4 separate regions of the Mus musculus genome follow, and all the other regions are linked to region 1. A link is a contact called in public ChIA-PET and Hi-C data. All regions are on one chromosome and are shown on one strand. Each heading gives the region's core, a stretch centred on a gene start, on an enhancer-like site or on the middle of the called end of the contact. The rest is flanking DNA. Distances are from core to core; before and after follow the strand shown. Region 1 overlaps Rin3 (Ras and Rab interactor 3). Region 2 overlaps Trip11 (thyroid hormone receptor interactor 11). Region 3 overlaps Cpsf2 (cleavage and polyadenylation specific factor 2). Region 4 holds the start of Tmem251 (transmembrane protein 251).

Region 1 (5,248 bases), core at 1,274-3,773:
AACTATATCGGTTCTCAGGATCCATCCATCCATCCATCCATCCATCCATCCATCCATCCATCCATCCTGCCTGCCTGCCTGCCTGCCTGCCACCCACCCATCCATCCACCCACCCACCCAATCATCCATCCATCCAAGATCATTTCCCTCAGGGAAGGCAATACTTAACATTCTTTTTTCCTAGGACCTCTCATTATGAGACATTATCTTGTAGTGACTCAAAGCATCCTTTTTGAGTCCAGAACTGATGCTCTTAATTACTGGGAAGAGGAGAAGGAGGAGGAGGAGAGGAGGAAAGGTTCAGGACCACAAGGAGGCAGTGCCTGGAAGGACAGCAATGTTTATAAGGTAGTTCCAAAATCTCTCAATACGTTTTTTTTTTTTGTTTTGTTTTGTTGTTTTGCTTTGCTAGACAGGGTAGCCCAGGCTGACCTCTCAACTCCCTGTGTAGTTGAGAATGGCCTTGATCCTCCTGCCTCTACTTTTCAAGTGCTGGGACTACAGGTAGGTACTATGATGCCCAGCGACAGCACTGTGGTCTGCCTGAGTCTTTCCATTGTTTATGCAGATGTGTAGGTGGCTGCAGGGAAAAATAACACCTGTCATCACCGAGATTTGAGGCCGGTGGGGGAGGGGAGGGCTGGTGGGCTGTTTGCCAGTAGTCAGGAATGTTGGCTGCCTTGAATCGGCTCTCTAAGAAGTGGTTCCTGAGAGAGGGATTTGGGCCCAGGAGATTTGTGGGAAAGTCAGGGAGGAAGAAGAAAGAGGACATAAGGCAAAGGGGCCCCAGAGGCTGTTCTGTGTCCAGGGGCGCCTGAGTGTATTTATGCACCGCTCTCCCGCCCGCCCGCCCTCCCAGCTGCCACTGACCGAGTTCCTCCTCCGAGTGCAGGGTGGGTTCCACCAAGGCTTTGAGTTCAGTGCTCTGTAGCAGGTAGCTCTTGAGCTGGGTCATCATGGTACGGATCTCCTGCAGCATCTCAGTGCTGGATGTCTGGCGGGCCATCATCTCCAGGCTGTACACCTTGTAGTCCTGCACCAGGCTGCCGAAGTAGGAGCTCTTGTCCTGTGCCAGCTCCACCACCTTCTTATACAGTTTGCGGTCGCTGGAGAGGAAGGCATGGAAGACGCTGGCGAAGCTGACGAAGCTGAGGCGGTGGCGGGCCTTGTCCAGGATCATTGAGGGTTTCTTCTTCACGTTGGGGCTGCTGAACTCCAGCTCCTCCTCTGCACTGCTGGTTGAGTAGGAGTCCTGGTCAGCGGCCGAGGCAGGCACCCCCAGGCTGTCTGAGAGTGAGGCCTGGGAACCCTTGAACTCTGGAGAGCTTTGGGGACAGCTGCTGGACTGAACTTGGAGGTGCTGCATGCCAGCTTGCCGGACAGGACTCAAGCCTTCCCAAGATGCACCAGTCGCCTGTTTCTCAGAGGATGCCTCCTGTATGGGGCTCTCCAAGGGACTGAGAAGGGTTGAGGCCAGCTGCCGGGAGACCCGCTTCTTCCTTGGGGGTGGTACTGGGGGTTGTTTGGCCTTCCCAGGAGGCACTGGTATGCTGTCAGCATGGCTGGCTTTGGCCTCTGTGTCCTGGCTTTGCTCCGTGGTCCTTGGAGGCCTGTCCCCAAGGCTACTTACGGTGCTCTGGGGAGGAAGGTTGAGTGATGCTGTCCTAGAAATGCCTGAGTGGTCCCTGTCTGTTGAAGTCCCCACATTCTGGCTTTCCAGAGATACCCTCTCAGAAATGCGCCTCCTGGGAGGGGCTGCTGGAAGAGCCTTCTTCAGGGGTAATGGAGGGGGAGGGGCTTGGTGCAAGGGATTGGGAGTTGTCCCAGGTTTCATCTCTTCTTCTCCAAAGGGGCCCAGGCCTACAGCTGGGCGAGGGAGACTCTCGCAGGCTGTCATGGGTGGTTGGTTTGAGTGGCCAGGGGGGCCCGGTGCATGGGGTGCAAGGTGAGAGGTGGGCGTTAGGGGGGAGTTGGGCAAAGGGCCAGCAGGCGGTACAGGAGGCGCAAGAGGCCGTGCAGGGCCAGTAGGAGGAACAGTGGGTAACGGGGGTGGAGGTGGGGGGCGACGTGGGGATCCCTTGGAGGTGGGTGAGGTAGCATCCGGGGTGGCAGGCGTAGGGCGTGGAGGGTAGCTGCCAGTAGGCAGTGGAGGTGGATCAGCCGGTAGGATGCAGTCCTCGATGAAAATAGGATTCACAAACCACAGGCGGTCATTTCCCACGGAGAGCTCGATTTCACAGGAACAATTTGCGTAATGGGTTGTAGGCCGGAGGCTGGAGGATGCAGGGGTCCCAGGGGCTGGGCTTCTGAGTGGCTCTGCAGAGCCTCTTGAGTTCAGCGAGGAGTCCCAGAAACCTGAGGAAAACAGAGCAGAGTCGGTTAGCCCTGTTTCTCCTTCTAGCAGCGGGGGAAGGGTCCTTGCTTTTGCGTAAGGTTGTTTTCCCTTCTTGGACTCTTAAACTTCTCCCACCACTTCCTGCCTGGAGGGGAAGTCCCCTGTGCACTTGCTAGCTGAGGGTGGAGTAGACCTGGGAGGGGACAAGAGAGGCCCGGCTTCAGTTCTGTGCCCTTGCCTTGGAGAATACCTGTGATAGAGATTTCAGCGTTGGGGTTTCTGCAGCTATTCAGCTAGATAACCCAGGAAGACTGTATCTTAGGTCTTGGTTTTGCTGTCTCCCCAATGGGTGTCTCAACAGTAACATGGAACCCTACAATAAAAGGTGAGGGACTAGAATTTACTATGGCCATTGCAGCTGCCACACACAGGAAAAGGGAACCAGAGAGCTCTGGGTGGTAGAACTGGACCTGTATCTTCGCACTGCAAGCTGCTGTGACCCGGGAGGGTCTTGACACTGAGGAGCTAGGCTAGTGGACACGTGAGGGAGGACACAGCTCCCACCTTTAAGCAAGCCCTGTCCTGCTGGGTATCTATCAACTAGTCCTCCTAGCCTTGTCTGTGATGGAAGCCATGAGGCAAGGCCTGACTTGAGAGATCTTGGCCTCTGGGTACCATATCCCAGCAAACTCAGGGATGCTCATGGCCTCTCAAAAGATACTGGGCTATATGACTTCTGGAGGAAAGGCCACTCTGAGCTCATGAGAGTGGCTCCATATGGAGAGAAACATTGGTCTCATGTCCTGCTCAGTGTCACCATTTTAAGGGATGGAAGGACATGAGCCAGGCTGGATGGATTCCTGGAAGAATAGCAGACACACTCTTTTGTCCATGGTTCCTCAGTAAGACCCCTATGCAAAGGAGTGCCAAGTGTGACACCAGGAGGGAACAGTCAGGGTTCGTGCCGTAGACCAGCCATGGGCTGCAGTTTTACTGCCACTGTCTTGATGACCTCTGGTCATAGGTCTTGTCCCCACTTTACAGACGAAAGCAAGTGACTCAGGGAAAAAATGTATTCATCTGAGGTCACAGGGTGCTGGGGTTGAACAGGTCAGAGTAGCCCCTCACTGCACCACAGGCTTTTTTGGAGGAACTTGCCCCACTTCCTGCTTCAGTTGCTTTGCCTGCCAGCATGTGGCTGGTGGCTCTGACCCCATGTTGTAAGAACACAGCAAGCCCTTTTGTTTTTTTTTTTCATTGTAGTACTAAGGATTGAACCCAGGGTCCCCCACATGCCAGGCAAATGCTCTACCATGGAAATATCTCCCCCTTTTAAAAAAAAAACTTTTTTTTTTTTTTCAAAATTTGAGGCAGGGTCTCACTAAGTTGCCCAGGCTGTCCTTGAACATTTGATCTTCCTGCCTCGGCTTCCAGAGCTGCTGGGATGACAGATCTGTACCATCAGGCATGGCCACCACAGGTTCTTAATGGTGAACTGAAAGATGCTGCAGGATGGCAGGGACATGCAGAGCCAAGTGTGAGCCAGTTCTAATGATGGCATGCTTAGTGACACTGGCCGTGGCCACCTTGGTGGCCTGAGGTTGTTTGCCCATCAATGTGAGCAGGGTACAAACCCAGGCTAGAAAGCAAGCTGTGCCCTATTCAACTGTGAGCGCCTCTTATGGAAGGGAGCATGCTATTCACCATGGAAATCTTCTCTAGACAGATTCTGCTGCACCTGACAGCCAGTCCAGGAGACCCAGCTGTTACCACAATACCAAGATGGTGACCTTTCATGTGTCTTTTTAACAATATGCAAACCTCACAGCCACGGGGTAAGACAGATCAGGTTAGGTTTTCCCACAGCCTGAGGGCCACTCTTCATGAGGGCCGGGCTATGACTTTGCCCTCCAAGATAGCATCTGACTCCTGAATGACCAACTCTTGGTGCCCACATACACAGATGGTTTTACTATGTAGAATAAGCATTGGGAACACTGCACTCATGATTATGCAAGCCCAGTACAGCGATCCAGTACCCTTGAAGTCTTCCCAGCAGAAGCATCAGGCAGCTGGGTTTACAGTCCTGATGGTGAACCATTCAGTATTCCCAGTAAGCTGAGCTCAGCGTCTTCTGTGCGCATGCCACGTCCCTTGAGACATGCGGTTGAAGGACAAAGTCATGGGGTAGCAGATGTCCAGAACTTCCCATCAATGCCTGAGCATGACCTCACTCAAGGCCTATGAGATCTGTTCCCACATATATTTCTAGAATTATCTACTGAGCCTTCATCTGCTATGCATTTCTTCCTGGACACGCCATATGCTGCCCTATCCTTGGATCTCGGCTGACGCTGTCCTCTCTGCTTAGAATTCTTTTCCTCCCCACCTGCTAGGTTCTTACTCATCTTCAAAGACTAGAAGGTCATGTCTGGAGTAAACTTCCTGATGTGTGCAGGACGCCTGTGTCTCTTAGTCCTACAGTGTATTCCGATTGCAGGGACCACCATCGTGAGTGGTCCATTCTGTGCTTTGGTCCGAGTGCTCCACCACACTCTGGACTTCGGAAGGCAGCACTGATGCTTCTCCATGGAGCATCTCTGGGATGATGCTCCAATGAATGAGCAGTGGGGCTAGGCATGCACACCCAACACTAGTGAGTGAACCAGCTTATTCAGAGTGATCCCCATCTAGGAGAGGGGAGCACACTTGCAAGGCTAGCAGGCTGCACTGCAGCATGGGGGATAGGAGGATGAGGCGACAAGACACCGAGAGGAGGAAGAAAGGAAGGTGCGGAAGAGCTCCAGATGGGGAAGGATTGACAGCCAGCTCATCACCCTGTCCCTAGCAGGCACAGAATAGAACAGCTCCACATTTTGATAGCCTCTCATAAGTATGGAGCAGGCAATGGGG
Region 2 (5,248 bases), core at 1,254-3,753, 470 kb after region 1:
ACTCACACAGCTTGTTTTATTTCATGTCTGATGATCATAAACAGAGTTCTGAGAACTCACATTATGAAGATAGCAAACTCACTTCCACTGAGAAATTCATTGCTTTAGTTAATATGTGAGAGAAATCCTAACTTCATGCTATTTGGTACATTATCTACACTTTATGGGCATTATATTTGTTTTTCAAATAACAGTCTTACAATTCAGGTAATATGGAAGATCTGAGTTCACTTAGTTGAGTACTATTATTAGGTCTTCATTATGCCTTTAAAAAAAGATATATTTATTTATTTAATGTATGTGAGTACACTGCCGCTGTACAGATGTTTGTGAGCCTTCATGTGGTTGTTGGAAATTGAATTTTAGGACCTCTGCCCACTTTGGTCGGCCCTGCTCACCTTGGTCAACTCTACTCGCTCAGTCCCTGCTCACTCTGGCCCAAAGATTTATTTACTATTATACATAAGTACACTGTAACTGACTTCAGATGCACCAGAAGAAGGCGTCAGATCTCATTACGGGTGGTTGTGAGCGACCATGTGGTTGCTGGGATTTGAACTCAGAACTTTCGGAAGAGCAGTTAGTGCTCTTATCCGCTGAGCCATCTCGCCAGCCCATCCTTATGCCTTTTAACATTAGGATCTATAAAAAGGTCAATAAGCATTTTAAAATACTTCCTCTAAGACATGGATTATACATCTATAGGAAGAAATCAACCACCTTAAAGCAAGGCAGCTCGCACTACAGGATGAACTGCTCAGACTGCAGTCAGCTGCTCAGTCAGCCCACTTAGGATCTGGCAGCGCACCAGCAGCCAGTGCATCATCTTCATTCAGCTATGGGGTCAGTCATCGTGTGTCAGCCTTCCATGAAGACGACATGGACTTTGGTGATGTGATCTCATCACAACAAGAAATAAACAGATTATCAAATGAAGTTTCAAGACTTGAGTCTGAACTTGGACATTGGAGACATATTGCTCAGGTTGGTAAAATTTGGATGAATCTGTGAAAACTATGAGTTAGTAAAAATGCTGGTACTATTGTGGGAGAGCGTCTGTACTAGAAATAATTCTTTTTTTTTTTAAATAATTCTTGATTAGACAAATAGAGAAGCTATATTTGTTTTCTAATACAACATTCAACTTTTTAAGTGATTTTAGTCAAGTCCCCTTTCTCTTTCATCCTTAGTTTTCTCTTCTGCATGATGTGTGGAAAAAATTTCAGGTAGATAGATAGATAGATAGATAGATAGATAGATAGATAAAATTTAGAGAGATTGATAGATCAGTTGATCTACTTAAAAAAAAAGTTTTGAACCCAGACATGTATTTATGGAAGTTTTCAGTAGACAATAGACATTTGGATTTAACTTCCTTGATATGGGAGGAAATATAGCATGCAAATATATTTAATATATTAGAAAATCTAGAATATTTACATCTTCTTGTGAATGTGTATTTTTTATCAAGTTCTAAAAAGGAAAAATCATCTCAATTAAAACTGTTTGCTTACTTTGTGTTGGACTTCCGTGATACTTAAAACCTTAGCTAGGGTTGTCTGTCCATCTTTTCTTTCTGAAGCCAGTGTTTTTAAACTTTATACATAAAGAATCACCTGAAGCATTGATAATGGCATGGATTTCCTGTGTGTTTGTAGACTTCAATTTAGTATCAATTTTAGGGTCTTAGGAACTTCAAAGAGGTACCAAGCTGTTGTGATAATCTGAGAATCATATCTTAATTTTTAAACTTTTATTTGTTGCTTTATGTATGTGGAATAAGGAGGGGTTACATGCGCGCGCGCACACACACACACACACACACACACACACACACACACACGTTAACTTCAGAGAACAGCTAGTGGGACAGCCCAGGGAATGACTTTAGTTCAGCTGACTTGGCAGCAAGCATTTTAGGGAGGCTGAAGCTGTAGAATTGGGAATTTAAGTTTATAGTAAGATCTCGTCTTTAAAGAAAAACAAAACAAAACAAAAACAAGCAAATAAAAGGAACATTGGTTAGGTTAATATTTAATAGAGACAAAGAGGCTCTGCTTTAAAAAATGTGTTTGGCATATCTTTAATGTTTAGTATATGTCAGATAAATACTGAAATATAAAGGTGGAAAGGACGTGATTGGAACCTTCAGCAAGGCTTATTTTTTCCTTAAGACAAAAATTTATTGTTTGTATTATACTTTATAAAATGTTTCCACATAATCACCCCAACATATATTATTATGCTTATCATGTAAAACATTTGCTATCATTGTATTATAGGTGAAAATTCTAAGTTATTACTAGAAATGCTATTCCCATTGTCAGAGGGATTAATTTTCAGACAGACACACACACGCACACGCACACACACACACACACACACACACACACACACACACACGTTGAGCGTTGGTAGGAGGGCCACTGCAAGCAAGGCGAGTGCTCTGATGCTAGGTCTCATCTTGAGACTCACCCATTTCCTGTGCTGCTCCCCACCCCCATTTCTGTTGTTGAGGCCAGCGTGAACTTGCGGCTTCCTTTCTTAGCCCCTTGCCTAGCTGTAGGTGTTGGTGTGCACTGCTGCCCCTGCTCAGATAGTCATCTTCTGACTGGAGATTGGAGTCTTGCTATTACATGTTCTTCTTTTCAATCTTAGAACAGCTTTGGTTCAGAAACAGGTCATAAAATAAATGTTAATTAAAGATAAATGAGTGCAACAGTGGAGAGGGATGATGGATAAATGTTGATCAAATACAAAATTACCTATACATGGGAGACATGAGTTCTGGTGTTGTCTACTAGGATGACTGTGGAGCATTTTACTAATGTATATTTCAAAATATCTATAAGAGAGGATTTTGGATGCTGTCACTGCAATAAGCATTTGTGATGATTCTAACTACCCTGCTTTGAACATTACATAGTATGTACATGAATTGAAATATCACAGTGTACCTTACAAATATGTAAAATTACTAGGCATCAATTAAAAATTTAAAGGCAATGAACAGTATACAAATTTAGAAAATTTAATTTTGAATGTGTGTAGGTAGGCAGGCTGTGTGTGTGTGTGTGTGTGTGTGTGTGTGTGTGTGTGTGTGTTTGTACATGTGAGTACATAGAAGTCCGGAAAGTTCGGATCCCTGAAGCTTGAGTCTACAGGTTGTTGTGGGCTGCCTGACAGGGATGCTGAGAACTGGATGAAAGCCTGGGAAGAACATATTCTTACCCGCTAGGCCATCTCTCCAGCCCTGACAATATATAACTTTGAAAGGAATCTAAAAGTTGTTTTGGTCAAACCAAAGATTATTCTGTAGAGATCTTATGGACAAAATTACTTTGTCTTTACTTTGTTTTGAGACAGGGTCTCTCTGATGTCTCTCAGGCTGATGTCATACTTCCTGTGTAGTCAAGGATGATCTTGAACTTGGGATCCTCCTGTCCCTAAGTGCTAACGTTACAGGTTTTAAGCGCTGGGCTCATAATCAAGGATACCTAAATGCTACACAGGCGCCCTACTACTAATGGAGCTACATCCTTAGCCATGTATAAAATCATATGGATTTAGTTATTGTTTTTTTTTTTTTTTGAAACAGAGTGTCACTATATAGCTCCCTGTTCTGGGATTTACTATGAAGATCAGGCTGACCTCGAACTCACAGATATACACCTGCCTCTGCCTCTGTCTTCCAAGTTCTGGGATTAAAGACATGCGCCACTATGCCTGGCATAAAATCATTTTAAAAAGGTGTTTAGTGGCATTAGTACTGGGGAACTTTCTATCATCTTAGAAAGCTACTTAATTATCTTCATATTTGTATTTTGGTTAACTAGTGAAATATTCTATTTTTCCATCTTAATTTTATTTTTTAGATCTACTATTAGCCTTAATTATATAGAGAGTTCTTGACTGATATCTTTTATTTACTATGTAATAATAAAGACTTTGAAGAGTGTATGGAGTTCTTAATCAGACTATGTCTCGGAAATGCTCCTGTTTTACAAATAACAAACTTTTAATAAAGTTTGTGATTTTGTTTTTTAAAAAGAAGAAAATCAGTATAATTATTTTTTAATCCTCTTTTTCTAGACTAAGGTACAGGGAGCACAAAGCTCTGATCAAACTGAAATCTGCAAACTACAAAATATTATTAAGGTAAATCAAATTGTTGATTGTTATATCTGCTATGCATCTAATACTGTAGATTATAAGATATATATACCAAATTAGGACTCCTAGTTATAAATGATTGTATAGATGATAATACTCAACTGTTCTATTTTTCAACTGTTTTATTCTTTACAAATAAAATACATCCAAGAACATTTGCCTTAAAATGTTTTCTCAGTAATCCTAGGTCTGTGTGTTTTTCTGTCTCTCATGTTCCCAGTTTGATGACATTTTAAAGGTTTGAGCTTAAAGAATATTGACTAGAATGCTAACTTTTACTGTAAGTAATTATTTTACCTTAGTGATAGAATTTTGCTGGTTTTGTTGTTGTTGTTGTCAAATTTCTTTTATTTTCTTGGTTATATATATTTATCATGGCAAGAATTGTTTTAAATTATAGTCAGGTATAGAACTTTTAGTTTTGGTGTAAAGCTATGTTACAAGTGTAGATCAGGACCTGGAGAGATGTTTATTAGCATATGTAGAGGACAATTGAGCAAGAGAATAGTAGGAGAAGGAAAACCTGTATAGATCGAGTCTGTAAGAGTCAGGTGGTGTCTCACCGTTTAGATGGCAGAACCTAACAATACAGGTAGCACTCTAACACCAGGTCCCTGCTGGAAACCTGCACTGTATTCCAAAGAATAAGAACACGACTAGCTGTGCTCATTAACAGATGTTCGCAGTGACCTCACTGCTTTCAAGATCTAAGATTAGCTGGAAAGCTGGATGTGACTTTATGCACATGTAATCTAAGCCATAGGGAGGCTGTGGCAGGAGGATCATCACAACCTCAAGGCAAGCCTGGGCTATGTATTGAGTTCCTGACCAACCAGAGCTATGTAACAAGAAAGTCCTGACTCAAAACAACAAAACAAAGGCAGGTTCTTGGCTCAAGTATTGAGGGAATATGTCCTAAAGAAAAGAAGATACTCTTGGCTGCAGGTATAAGGGATTATTTTACCCATGTTTTGTTCCATTGTATTCTTGATGTTTCTCCACTAAAAATAGAACAACTTTTTAAACTCTAAGGCGGCATGGACCCATCAGAATTGTCCTAATTTGGGGACTGTGG
Region 3 (5,248 bases), core at 1,818-4,317, 370 kb after region 1:
TTTTACACTTCTCCAGCCCTGTGGTCATCATTTTAACTTTCTAATTCATTCTTACGTCTAGGAACCCAGGCCTTATTCTCCAGCACCCAGGTTGCTACAGCTCCTTTTCCCCCACAGCCAACATCTCCAGTTGTAAAAACCACAGAATAACAATAGCAGTAACAACCACTTAAAGCACATTTAAAATGATGCAGGCTGGACACCTTATAAACAAACCTTCAATGTGACAGAGGGTAACCCAGTGGTGGACTAATTGCTGAGTGTGTATTAGCCACGGGTTTGAACCCTAAGCCTCCCTCCATTTCCTCCAACTACTCCCTAAAAAAATCAAAGCAACAAAGCTTCCTACAAATAAATACAACCACAAACAGAAGTTCTTTTTCTCTTTCTCCACAGCATGTCCCTTACCTCTTAACTGGGGGAAAGGATGTCTAAAGTGTCTTTGTTAAAACCTTCCTGTAACTAAGGAACGAAACTACACTTTCCCTTTACTACGAATGCTCAGAGTGGCCCTCAGCATTTCTACTTTTGAGCTTCAAATCAGAAGCCTTCTGTTCTTTTCACGCCAAGGCACTTTGGCAGCCAAGCTCACGGTGACCACAGAGATCAAAGTCATGGAGCCCAGACAGTTTGTGTTGCTCACGTACTTGATGATCTCGCCATACTCGTCCCATTTAATTCTTTCCTCTGGGGCAGGAAACATGGGGTAGGACTTCTTGGCCTGTTTGAAGAAGCTCCCTTTGCGGCTGCCTTCCCCCTTCATCATCAGGTCGTGCTTTGTCTTGTGAGCCGATGGCTGGTCCACGTCTTCCTCCACGTCACTCTCGTCACTGGAGTCGATGTCTGCCCTGTGAGGGTTTGGCAACAGGTCATCATGTCCCTGAGACACTTTGACTTCATATTTGTAAAACTATGAATAAGTTACTCTCCAACATTGACCCCAACCATATTAACAGTTGATCAATATTTTGTAAAAACACATTAATTTGCCTAATAAGTTGGTATTATTAGCACTGAAAAGATTTTATTGTTGCAATTTAAAAAGTTTAATAAAAGTCATAGAGCCCTAAGGAAATTTAAGTTATTTCCGTTGAGTGCTAAGTCCTACAAGCGCATTCTTTTTACAGTCTATGCAGACTTAACCTGAGTAGCTCAGAAGTTGCTCTTGAGAAAAGCGACTCACTCTTTCGACTGCTCCAGTTTCTTAGCAGCTTCTTTCTTGAGTTTTTCTTTTTCCACATATTCCTCAAGTTCTTTCCCTTCAAGCTTCACACGTTTCCTCAGCTAAGGAAATATAGACAAAAGCAAAGGCAGTGTCAGGAAAGCTGGGCAGCGGGCATGAGATGCGTCATCAAGTGAATTCTTCTCTGAAATTAGTCAGGTTTCCATGACACAACATTATAGCTCACTTAGACTACAGGTACTAAGAGTGAGCTGTGGGAGCTGACGGATTTATGTCAAACTTGTTACGTTACGCCAGTCAACTGGGGAAAGGAGGAGAGGGAAGGAGAAAAGTCACAGAAAGCCCCAAAGTCATAAGGAAAAAAATGGATAGAGAATACATGGAAAACACATAGAGAAAATAAAAGTCTTAAAATCTCACAGAACTGAAAGAAAAGATGAAAATACGGCTGTACTATGGCCGTCAGAAGCCATGCATTCCTAAGAACTCTCCATATCAAGAAAAAGATGCCACATCAAAAAGGACAAACTATGCAGAGGACACTTAAACAGTAAGGAACACGGACGGCTTATAGCCACAGACACATCACTTAATTTATTAGTGGTTGTTGACACAGGTAACACATAGAAGCTATCACAATTTGCTTAATCTGCAAGACTGGAAATGCCAACTGCTACCTGGGCAAAGGGTACTGTACTGGCTAGTTTTGTGTCAACTTGACACAGCTGGAGTTATCACAGAAAAAGGAGCTTCAGTTGAGGAAATGCCTCCATGAGATCCAACTGTAAGGCATTTTCTCAATTAGTGATCAAAGGGGAAAGGCCCCTTGTGGGTGGGACCATCTCTGGGCTGGTAGTCTTGGTTCTATAAGAGAGCAGGCTGAGCAAGCCAGGGGAAGCAAGCCAGTAAGGAACATCCCTCCGTGGCCTCTGCATCAGTTCCTGCTTCCTGACCTGTTTGAGTTCCAGTCCTGACTTCCTTGGTGATAAACAGCAGTATGGAATTGTAAGCTGAATAAACCCTTTCCTCCCCAACTTGCTTCTTGGTCATGATGTTTGTGCAGGAAGAGAAACCCTGACTAAGACAGGTACATTACAGTGTTTCCAGCAGATATTATTAGCAAACTGTCAGAAGATAATTTGCTAACAAAAATTAAACTGTGCTTGTCTTATGACATAGATCTTCCTATTTCTAGAATTCAATCTACTAAAAGAGATGTTTTTAAAAAGTATATAGTAGTAACATTTAAAATAATAAGAACTGGGCAAATTCATCAACATGCAACAACTGAATTAGCAGTTTTTATCATCAGAGTACCTTGAAAACTAGAGAATCCTTGGGGCTGGCGAGATGGCTCAGTGAGGAAAACACTTCACTGCCATGAAGGCCCCGTAACCTAAGCTCCAACCCTAGAACCCACTGTGCAAGGAGAGAACCAACTCCAGAAAGCTGTCCTTGGACTTCCATGAGTGCACCATGTGTATATACACGTGTATATACATAACGATTTAAAAACATAAAGAGACCAAGGGGCTCAGAGGTTGAGGACTGACTGCTCTTCCAGATGATCTGGCTACAATTCTTGGAATACACATAGCAGTACACAACTGTCTGGAGGCATACCCTCTTCAGGCCTCCATGGGCACGAGACATGCACGTGGTGCAGACATATAAGCAGGCAAAGCATCCACATATATAAAAGAATAAGAAAACAGTTAATGCAAACAGAGCCTAGATTTTAATTTGTGTGTGTGTGTGTGTGTGTGTGTGTATATGTTGGGAGATCATGAACTAGAAAGGGGATCATGGGAAAGGCAGAAGAGATATGAAGGGAGAAGTAGAGACAGTAATGGGATAAGCTTGGTAAGAGCAGAAAGAGGAACTATTTTGAGGAAGGAAGGGAGCGAGTGTGGGCAGGGGGGAGAGCAAAGCACAGCAGCTCATGTGTAGATGAAAATGCTATAATGAAACTCACCACTTTGCATGCTAACCTAAAAATTATTAGCAATTTTTCAATGTCAATTCACAAGGAATCAATGCAACATGTACTCCTGGGCACTCTTGGACAAAACTGGAACACGTGACTTAAAAGGACACTGTTGTACCAACCGGCTAGAGTTGGCAGGGTCAGAGTTTATCTCCTTTTTTCTGTGGCTCCTGTTTCCACATCATACACTGTAGTACTATCCAAGGTAAGGCAAGGCTAGAATAACTGCTATTTCTTTCAAAATGTGTGTGTAATGCTCTGCTTGTGTGATAAAGATGTGATACAGCAAATCCAGCTAAAACCCTGACAATTGGGTAGTTGAAACATTCACGCTATTTTTTTGCAACTTTTGGTTAAATTTGAAACTATTTCAAAATAAAAATTAAAAATTAATTCCAAATTAAGTGACAAATGCTCACAAATGTGGCATCTCACATTTGGCTAGTAGCTTACTTGAAACATGATTTAAAATTATAAAATGTTAGCAACTCACATAGATACCTTGCCCACAAATTTTAAATAAGTATTTAATTCCTTGATTTAACTTGTACCTCTTGTTTAAAAAAAAAAAAAAAAAAAAAGTTTGTCTTGGCCTCCTGGTTGGTTCAAACCTGTAATCTCAGAACTCAGGAGTCTTAGGGGGAAGAATTTAGAGTTTCTGGCCAGGATGAACTAACTATGTAACAAGACCCCATCTACATACATACATACATACATACATACATACATACGTCTGTTTTATATTCCAGTTCAGATATCTGAAATAACTGCTGTATTAATAAAGCTTCCAGAAAATCGGCCCTAAGATATATTGCTTCTACACTTGCACTATATCATTCCAAATTATGCTTTTTTCCTAATCTAGCCTAATTCCTTAATCCTAAACTTCCAGTCTGTTAATTGTTTTAACATTACTATTTTAAGATTACTGGGTTTCTTCTTCTAAATGATCAAGGCTTAGGTTTCTCAGACACTGTGTGTTCATGAAAAGTCAGACTCCATAGTAAACGCTGGTGTGTCAGTGACCTGGCCTGGTAGGAACTCAGCCTTTGTCATTGTGATGGTAACCAGCAGATTAGGATATTAGGCACTAGTCTGGCCACTCAGAATATGAAAAAATTTCCTCTTCTTCTGGAACTTTATTCAATTTGGTGGCAAAAGACAACAATAAAGAATACTTGGTAATAAAAACTAACAAAAATAATACAAAGTTGTACCAACTAGATAGTTGTAGCTGAGGCCCTTTAAACAGACTGAGAGGACAAGGAGCCAGCCAGGGTAAATCATGCGATTCTCCTACAGGCAGAACTGCTAAGGATAAGCAGTGCACTGAACAGTGTGTGTGGAATGTGCGTGGGTCAGAAGATTGGTTGCTTGCTGAGCGCAGTGGTATATACCCTTCTATCCCAGTACTTGGGAAGAGGAGGCAGGCAGATCTCTTTGAGTTCAAGGCCAGCCTGGTCTACAAAAACAGCTAGGATATACAGTGAGACCCTATTCAATACAACAAAACAAAACAATAAAAACCAGACCCTGTGTGACCACAGTGAATATGGGTTGCCCCCCTCCCCCAAAGCATAAGGAAATGACAAAGCACCTCTGTAGCAAAGAAACAGCACAGCCACCAGAGTAGAGACCAGAAGCAGCCTCCAGGTAAGAGAAAACATCTGACAACAGGCTGATACTCAGAACACACAAGGAACTCTCAAAACAGTAAGAAATCCACATGAGATGGTCTAGAAATGTGCAACAGGGGCTGGTGAGATGGCTCAGTGGGTAAGAGCACCCGACTGCTCTTCCGAAGGTCCAGAGTTCAAATCCCAGCAACCACATGGTGGCTCATAACCATCCGTAACAAGATCTGGCGCCCTCTTCTGGAGTGTCTGAAGACAGCTACAGTGTACTTACATATAATAATAAATAAATCTTTAAAAAAAAAAAAAAAAAATGTGCAACAGATTTAAACAGACGTTTCTCAAAAGAAGACAAATGGCCGACAGGTATGTGAGAAACTGTTCCGTGTCCCTAGCAGGGACATGCAGCTCAGACCATAAGAAGGGATTGCCTCACTCAGTAAG
Region 4 (5,248 bases), core at 1,473-3,972, 380 kb before region 1:
TGTAGACCAGGCTGGCCTCCAGCTCAGAGATTCGTCTCTCTGCCTCTCAAGTGCTAGCATGATCAAGGGCATGGTCCACCACCAGGAGTTCATAAAGTAGATTCTGATGCTTTTGAGATACAACCAAAAAAGATTAAATTTTGCCATGGAATTTTAGCCTCTCTGTTCAAATACAGCAGTTAGTGAGGTTGCTGAGAAACTTTAGGACTAGGGTTATACAACACAGTAGTTAAGAGTTGGCTTGTATGTTCGAGGATGTCAGTTTGATCTTTAGCACCACAAAAAGCTCCCAGATGGTACAATTTGGGAAAAAAAAAAACCTTCACTAAAACTCATTTTCATTTTTGGTATGAGTCAGTATACACAGGTAAATAGTTGATGTTTGTACACAGCATGGGATGTTGTGTCAGTGGTGAGGAACTGCATCAGGCTAAAGTGCTGCTCTCATTCATAAGGTTGTTGTTGTAGCTCTAAAGCAATGACTCAAAAGCCATGGTTATTAAAATGGTGTGAAATGTGTTAGTACTACTACCACTGGATACCCTGATTTCACCCAGGAAAGGAACAATATCTCTTCAGTGATCTGTGCTGGTACACCTGGTGTCTGTGTTATTTCTAGACTTCAACCATTTCATCTGTTCAGTTCCTACATAGTTTTTCAAAGAACTATAGATTAGTGGTTTAGATAGCCATTACCCAAAAAGAAAAGAACAAATTCTGTGTATCTAAATAGCCATCATCATGGCTGGAAATGTAATTCAGTGGTAAAAGTACAAAAAGCAATGGGTTGGTGGTGGCACAAACCTTTAATCCCAGCTGTTGGGGAGGCAGGGGCAGGCAAGAATTTGAAGCCAGCCTGATCTACAGGGCAAGTTCCAGGACAGCCAGGGCACACTGAGTAACTGTCTTGAAAAGCACAAAGGCTTAGATTCTATCCCCAGCACTCTCCCCTACCTACCCACCTCCCCCGAAAAAAACAGAAAGGTGATAGCCATCTCATTAATTTTCTACCAATTCCATGTAAACTGAAAGCAGGATTAGTGTCTTAGTCTGAAAATTTTTAAAGCAAGCAAAGTAATTGTATAAAATTTAAATTTTATGATCATGGTCAGACCTTTTTACATTTAACACAATGGAAATATTTTCCCCAATGGAAAAATTTCTGAATCATACTATGTTGCACATAGAATAGAAATAAAAAAATTCAGGCGCTTATTCAAGTTTCTAAAGACTGCAGGTTACAAGCCACTATTTTACTTCCAAACTCTGAAGTCATCAACATGATTGTGTAGTACTATATTTCAGGCTTTACCTAAAAAGTCATTATTCAGATAAAGTAGTCAGTCCTCTTGTCACTTTTTAAGTCTCGTTCCACCACAACTTCCTGAGACCTGTGAAGAAACTGCAGTCTTGTGGTCAGCCACTATACAGTGCTGGCAGTCTTACAATAAGGGAAACCGGTGATGGGTGTTATGTGTCAATCAGTTGTAGTCTGCTGATCTGATTAGAAGCCTTGACAAATGCCTGATGACGATTGCAGATAACTGCCAAGCATATGGGGATAATACAGTAGCCCACTGTTTTGGGATCCGCTCTCGTACAAGAATAAAGGAACAAAAACATCTGTAAGTACGGAATCAAGAAAATAATTGTCCACAACCAAAAGGGCAGGGAAAGTAACCGAGCTTTCAAGGAGTGTGTCCATGTGGTTCCTTCCCGAGGCTCCTCAGGGTGCTGCAGAATGTGTTCCAAAGCCAACCTGTTGTAAGTCTCATTGATTTCAAAAACATAATAAAACGCTGCTGCACTTGCTAGCAAATACAGTCCCACTCCAATCCATCCCATCCGCTGACGGAAGTTCATCATTCTCCATGCTCTGTGCCTTCAATGCAAACACAGAAAAATTATTGTTAAGGTCTAATAATGTTGCCATGGCAACTATTCCAAGTGCACATGATTTAAATTCAAGAGTTCTGAAAAGCACGAGCATTTTAAGATTTAACAGCTGTAAACAGCTTACAGGTGGTTTTATATAACAGTTGTAAGCACATAAAAATACTGGTTTCAGTGTCTACTGAGTGCTGTTATTTATGTGAACCCCAGAGTGAATGAATCATCACTTCTTGCTTGAGTAGACCCAGTACACCTTCGTTTCAGATAATGAAACATCTAGTTTCCCCACAGGACGTTGCTCTTGACAGTTGAAATGCTTTCTGGCTTAACACTATTTCAGACGTGGGCACTGGGTTGAGTTCTACTCGTTAAACCAACGTCGGAGTCCCCAAGTTAAGACGGTAACTCTTTCAAACACTTACAGTGGTCCCGAAAATCTTCCTGTTCCCCCTGCAAGCGAGCAAGAGTCACTCAGTTCTGAACAGTCAGGTGCCTTTGGCATTTCAGAACAAGCCACCTTAAGAGAAACCCTCTGGGTCGCGCAGCTGAAGAAGGTGAGCGCGGCGGCGGGAGCACGAGCTAGTAGTGATTAAGCTCAGCGTGACTACGGCTGGTCACGCGGCGGCGGCGGGCCCCGTCGCCCTCCGGAGCCCCAGGCGGGGGGAACCACCTGGAGATGCCGGGCCCGCCCCCCACTGCACCCGCCGCCGAGCTGAGCTGGGCAGTGGCGCCAGGCTTGGCCTGCAGAGGCCCGAGCTCGGCTCCCGGCCGGACGCCGGGCCAGCCTGACAGCCAAGCCGAGCAGCCCCGGGTCTCACCTTCCTGTCCTGAGTGGCCCGCCCGCTCGCAGTCCCGGATACCGCCGCATTCAGAGCTTCCGTCTAGGGCCGGAAACGCGCGCCGGCCTCTCATGACGTCAGGCTGTCAGCTTCGCGCCGCCTCCAGAGGCGGTTGTCTGTTCCCTGAGGCGTTTGCTGCGGTCGTTCTTCTGCCCTCGGCCGGGAGGCGGGCGCGGGGAGCCCGGGTCTCTCCTAAACCCCGCAAAGGTCAGACGTCCTCTCCGGGACCCAAGCGATGTATCTACGGGCAGGTGATCCTGATGGCGTTCGTTTCTAAGCGCCTGTGGCGGGTGGGCGGAGGAACTGCTCGGGAGTCAGACACGGTTAACTTAACGTGGATGCTCTGTTTTCTCAGGCTCCCGGACCTCTGCGTGTTAAAGAGACGAGCACGCACATCACTGTAAGCGGCGGCGGCGGCGGCGGCGCCCTGGTCGAATTAGAATTTAAATACTCTGAGCACCATGACACTGAGACTTCTAGAAGACTGGTGCAGAGGGATGGATATGAATCCTCGGAAAGCACTATTGGTTGCCGGCATCCCTCCGACCTGCGGAGTGGCAGACATAGAGGAGGCCCTGCAGGCTGGCCTTGCTCCCTTAGGGGAACACAGACTGCTTGGGAGGATGTTCAGGAGGGATGAGAACAAGAATGTAGCCCTGATTGGGCTTACAGTAGAGACTGGCAGTGCCCTGGTCCCCAAGGAAATACCTGCAAAAGGAGGTGTCTGGAGAGTGATCTTTAAGCCTCCTGATACTGATAGTGACTTTTTGTGCAGATTAAATGAGTTTTTAAAGGGGGAGGGCATGACGATGGGTGAATTAACCAGAGTTCTTGGGAATCGGAATGACCCTCTCGGCCTAGACCCGGGCATAATGATCCCTGAAATTCGAGCACCCATGTTAGCACAGGCATTAAATGAGGCCCTTAAGCCTACCCTGCAGTATCTGAGGTACAAAAAGCTGAGTGTGTTCTCAGGCAGGGATCCTCCAGGACCAGGTGAGGAAGAATTTGAATCTTGGATGTTTCATACTTCCCAAGTAATGAAAACATGGCAGGTGTCAGATGTAGAGAAAAGAAGGCGGTTGATAGAGAGCCTTAGAGGTCCAGCATTTGAAATTATTCGAGTCCTCAAGATAAACAACCCCTTCATTACAGTTGCAGAATGCCTGAAGACGCTTGAGACAATATTTGGGATTATTGATAATCCTAGAGCATTGCAGGTCAAATACCTTACTACTTATCAGAAGACTGATGAAAAGCTGTCTGCCTATGTTCTAAGGTTGGAGCCTTTATTGCAGAAACTGGTTCAGAAAGGAGCAATTGAGAAAGAAGTTGTGAATCAGGCCCGTCTAGACCAAGTCATTGCTGGGGCAGTCCACAAATCAGTTCGAAGAGAGCTTGGGCTGCCGGAGGGTAGCCCAGCCCCAGGCTTACTGCAGTTGCTGACACTGATAAAAGATAAGGAGGCCGAAGAAGAAGAGGTCCTCCTTCAGGCCGAATTAGAAGGCTATTGCACTTGACCCAAGACCCAAGGCTGTCATGAGCAGAACAAGATGGAAGAGCTCATTGCAGAGATCAGCCCATCCACTCTTTATGCTGCCAAAGTAACTCGCCCTTTGTCGTGTTGTTTACTGAATGTCTCCCCAATGTTTTACTGATAAAAATGATGTCATTCTACACTGATAATTATTTAAATCAAAAGACCATTCTGCTAGTACAGTGTCCCAGCAAGTCAAAAGTTTATATGCATGTTTAATAGTCATATGTGATGGTGCTATCAGTTATCAATAGTTTTCAGGTGTTGCCCACATTTATGCTGAAGACCCTGAGCCAAGGCTGGTTAAGATATTTAGTTTCTTTTATTAAAATCAGTTATCGATTCTGTGCAATCAAAAAGCACAACTGAATGCTGTGGTCAGTTCTACAACTAGTTTTAGGTTTGTGACTATCTGATATGTTGCCAAAACGTCTGCTTCTAAATATCATTTTCTTGGAGTAATAAAGAAATGATAATAAAATATTTGATCTTTGTATACATTGTAATACTACATTTGAAGGAAAATAATTTTTTGGCTTTGTTTTTAAGACAGTTTCTCTGTGCAGCTTTAGCTGTGCTGGAACCCACTCTATAGACCCAGGGTAGTCTCAAACTCAGAAATGTGCCTCCTGAGTGCTGGAATTAAAGGCCTGCACAACTACACTAGGCTGAACAAAAGTTTTTATAGTGTGAATCTGAAAGCCACTGAAATTACAGACTTAGTTCTTTGAACTCTTGGCACCTAGGGGATAGGAACTTGCTTGTTTGACAGGAACCAGACTATAAACAGATTGTGGCGAGTAGTAGGCCCATCAATATTGAATTTTGAGGGAGAAAGGGAAGATGAAGGTTTGTGTTTTTCCAACCCTGGTGCTACACACCTATAACCCCAGTGCTTAACAAGTAAAGCCAAAGTCAGGAAGACTGGCCTCTCAAGGCCAGCCAGAACTACAGAGGGAGGCCCTACCTCCAAAGAGAA

What was found. A called contact is a pair of places that touch in the nucleus more often than the background predicts. ChIA-PET counts read pairs in DNA pulled down with a chosen protein or histone mark.
Region 2: a contact with region 1 is called in an RNA polymerase II ChIA-PET map of memory CD8 T cells, with 17 read pairs. The contact joins two enhancer-like sites. A contact is called at or near these places in 1 of 484 Hi-C or Micro-C datasets (CD8 T cells), 4 of 115 datasets of contacts at active chromatin or transcription factors (embryonic stem cells, large pre-B cells and memory CD8 T cells) and 1 of 9 other capture datasets (embryonic stem cells).
Region 3: a Hi-C map of bone marrow-derived macrophages shows a contact between it and region 1, with 28 read pairs. The contact joins two enhancer-like sites. A contact is called at or near these places in 1 of 15 datasets of contacts at CTCF or cohesin (large pre-B cells), 25 of 484 Hi-C or Micro-C datasets (the AML12 cell line, B cells, the HPC-5 cell line and 17 more), 7 of 115 datasets of contacts at active chromatin or transcription factors (the HPC-7 cell line, acute myeloid leukemia, bone marrow-derived dendritic cells and 3 more) and 1 of 9 other capture datasets (pancreatic islet).
Region 4: a Hi-C map of CD8 T cells shows a contact between it and region 1, with 2.7 times the contacts expected there. The contact joins the promoter of Tmem251 here to the enhancer-like site in region 1. A contact is called at or near these places in 4 of 484 Hi-C or Micro-C datasets (CD8 T cells, embryonic stem cells, regulatory T cells and 1 more), 4 of 115 datasets of contacts at active chromatin or transcription factors (CD8 T cells, effector CD8 T cells, embryonic stem cells and 1 more) and 3 of 9 other capture datasets (adipose tissue, liver and pancreatic islet).

The regions. Positions count from the first base shown.
Region 1 is chr12:102,365,471-102,370,718 of GRCm38.p6, reverse strand. Rin3 (Ras and Rab interactor 3) reads right to left here. Exons shown (of 10, transcript NM_177620.4): 6 at 871-2,355. Among named protein-coding and RNA genes, the nearest start is that of Lgmn, 72 kb to the left of the region's middle. Within about 2 kb of position 2,523, at least 101 of the 459 cell types and tissues checked have an H3K27ac peak or open chromatin away from gene starts, as enhancers often do. A contact at or near this core is called in B cells, CD8 T cells, the HPC-5 cell line and 10 more, where this site is marked.
Region 2 is chr12:101,894,561-101,899,808 of GRCm38.p6, reverse strand. It overlaps Trip11 (thyroid hormone receptor interactor 11), which reads left to right. Exons shown (of 21, transcript NM_028446.1): 4 at 706-984; 5 at 4,093-4,158. Among named protein-coding and RNA genes, the nearest start is that of Gm20036, 15 kb to the left of the region's middle. Within about 2 kb of position 2,503, at least 29 of the 459 cell types and tissues checked have an H3K27ac peak or open chromatin away from gene starts, as enhancers often do. A contact at or near this core is called in CD8 T cells and memory CD8 T cells, where this site is marked.
Region 3 is chr12:101,992,855-101,998,102 of GRCm38.p6, reverse strand. Cpsf2 (cleavage and polyadenylation specific factor 2) reads right to left here. Exons shown (of 15, transcript NM_016856.3): 9 at 1,184-1,284; 10 at 648-848. Among named protein-coding and RNA genes, the nearest start is that of Cpsf2, 20 kb to the right of the region's middle. Within about 2 kb of position 3,067, at least 56 of the 459 cell types and tissues checked have an H3K27ac peak or open chromatin away from gene starts, as enhancers often do. A contact at or near this core is called in B cells, the HPC-5 cell line, the HPC-7 cell line and 5 more, where this site is marked.
Region 4 is chr12:102,741,234-102,746,481 of GRCm38.p6, reverse strand. It overlaps Tmem251 (transmembrane protein 251), which reads right to left and starts at 2,722. Exons shown (of 2, transcript NM_177140.4): 1 at 2,316-2,722; 2 at 1,076-1,882. The coding sequence starts at 2,395. The coding sequence ends at 1,471. It overlaps Gm20604 (predicted gene 20604), which reads left to right. Exons shown (of 2, transcript NM_001142939.1): 2 at 3,088-5,248. The coding sequence ends at 3,110. Moap1 (modulator of apoptosis 1) reads left to right here and starts at 2,821. Exons shown (of 2, transcript NM_001142937.2): 1 at 2,821-2,939; 2 at 3,088-5,248. The coding sequence starts at 3,194. The coding sequence ends at 4,252.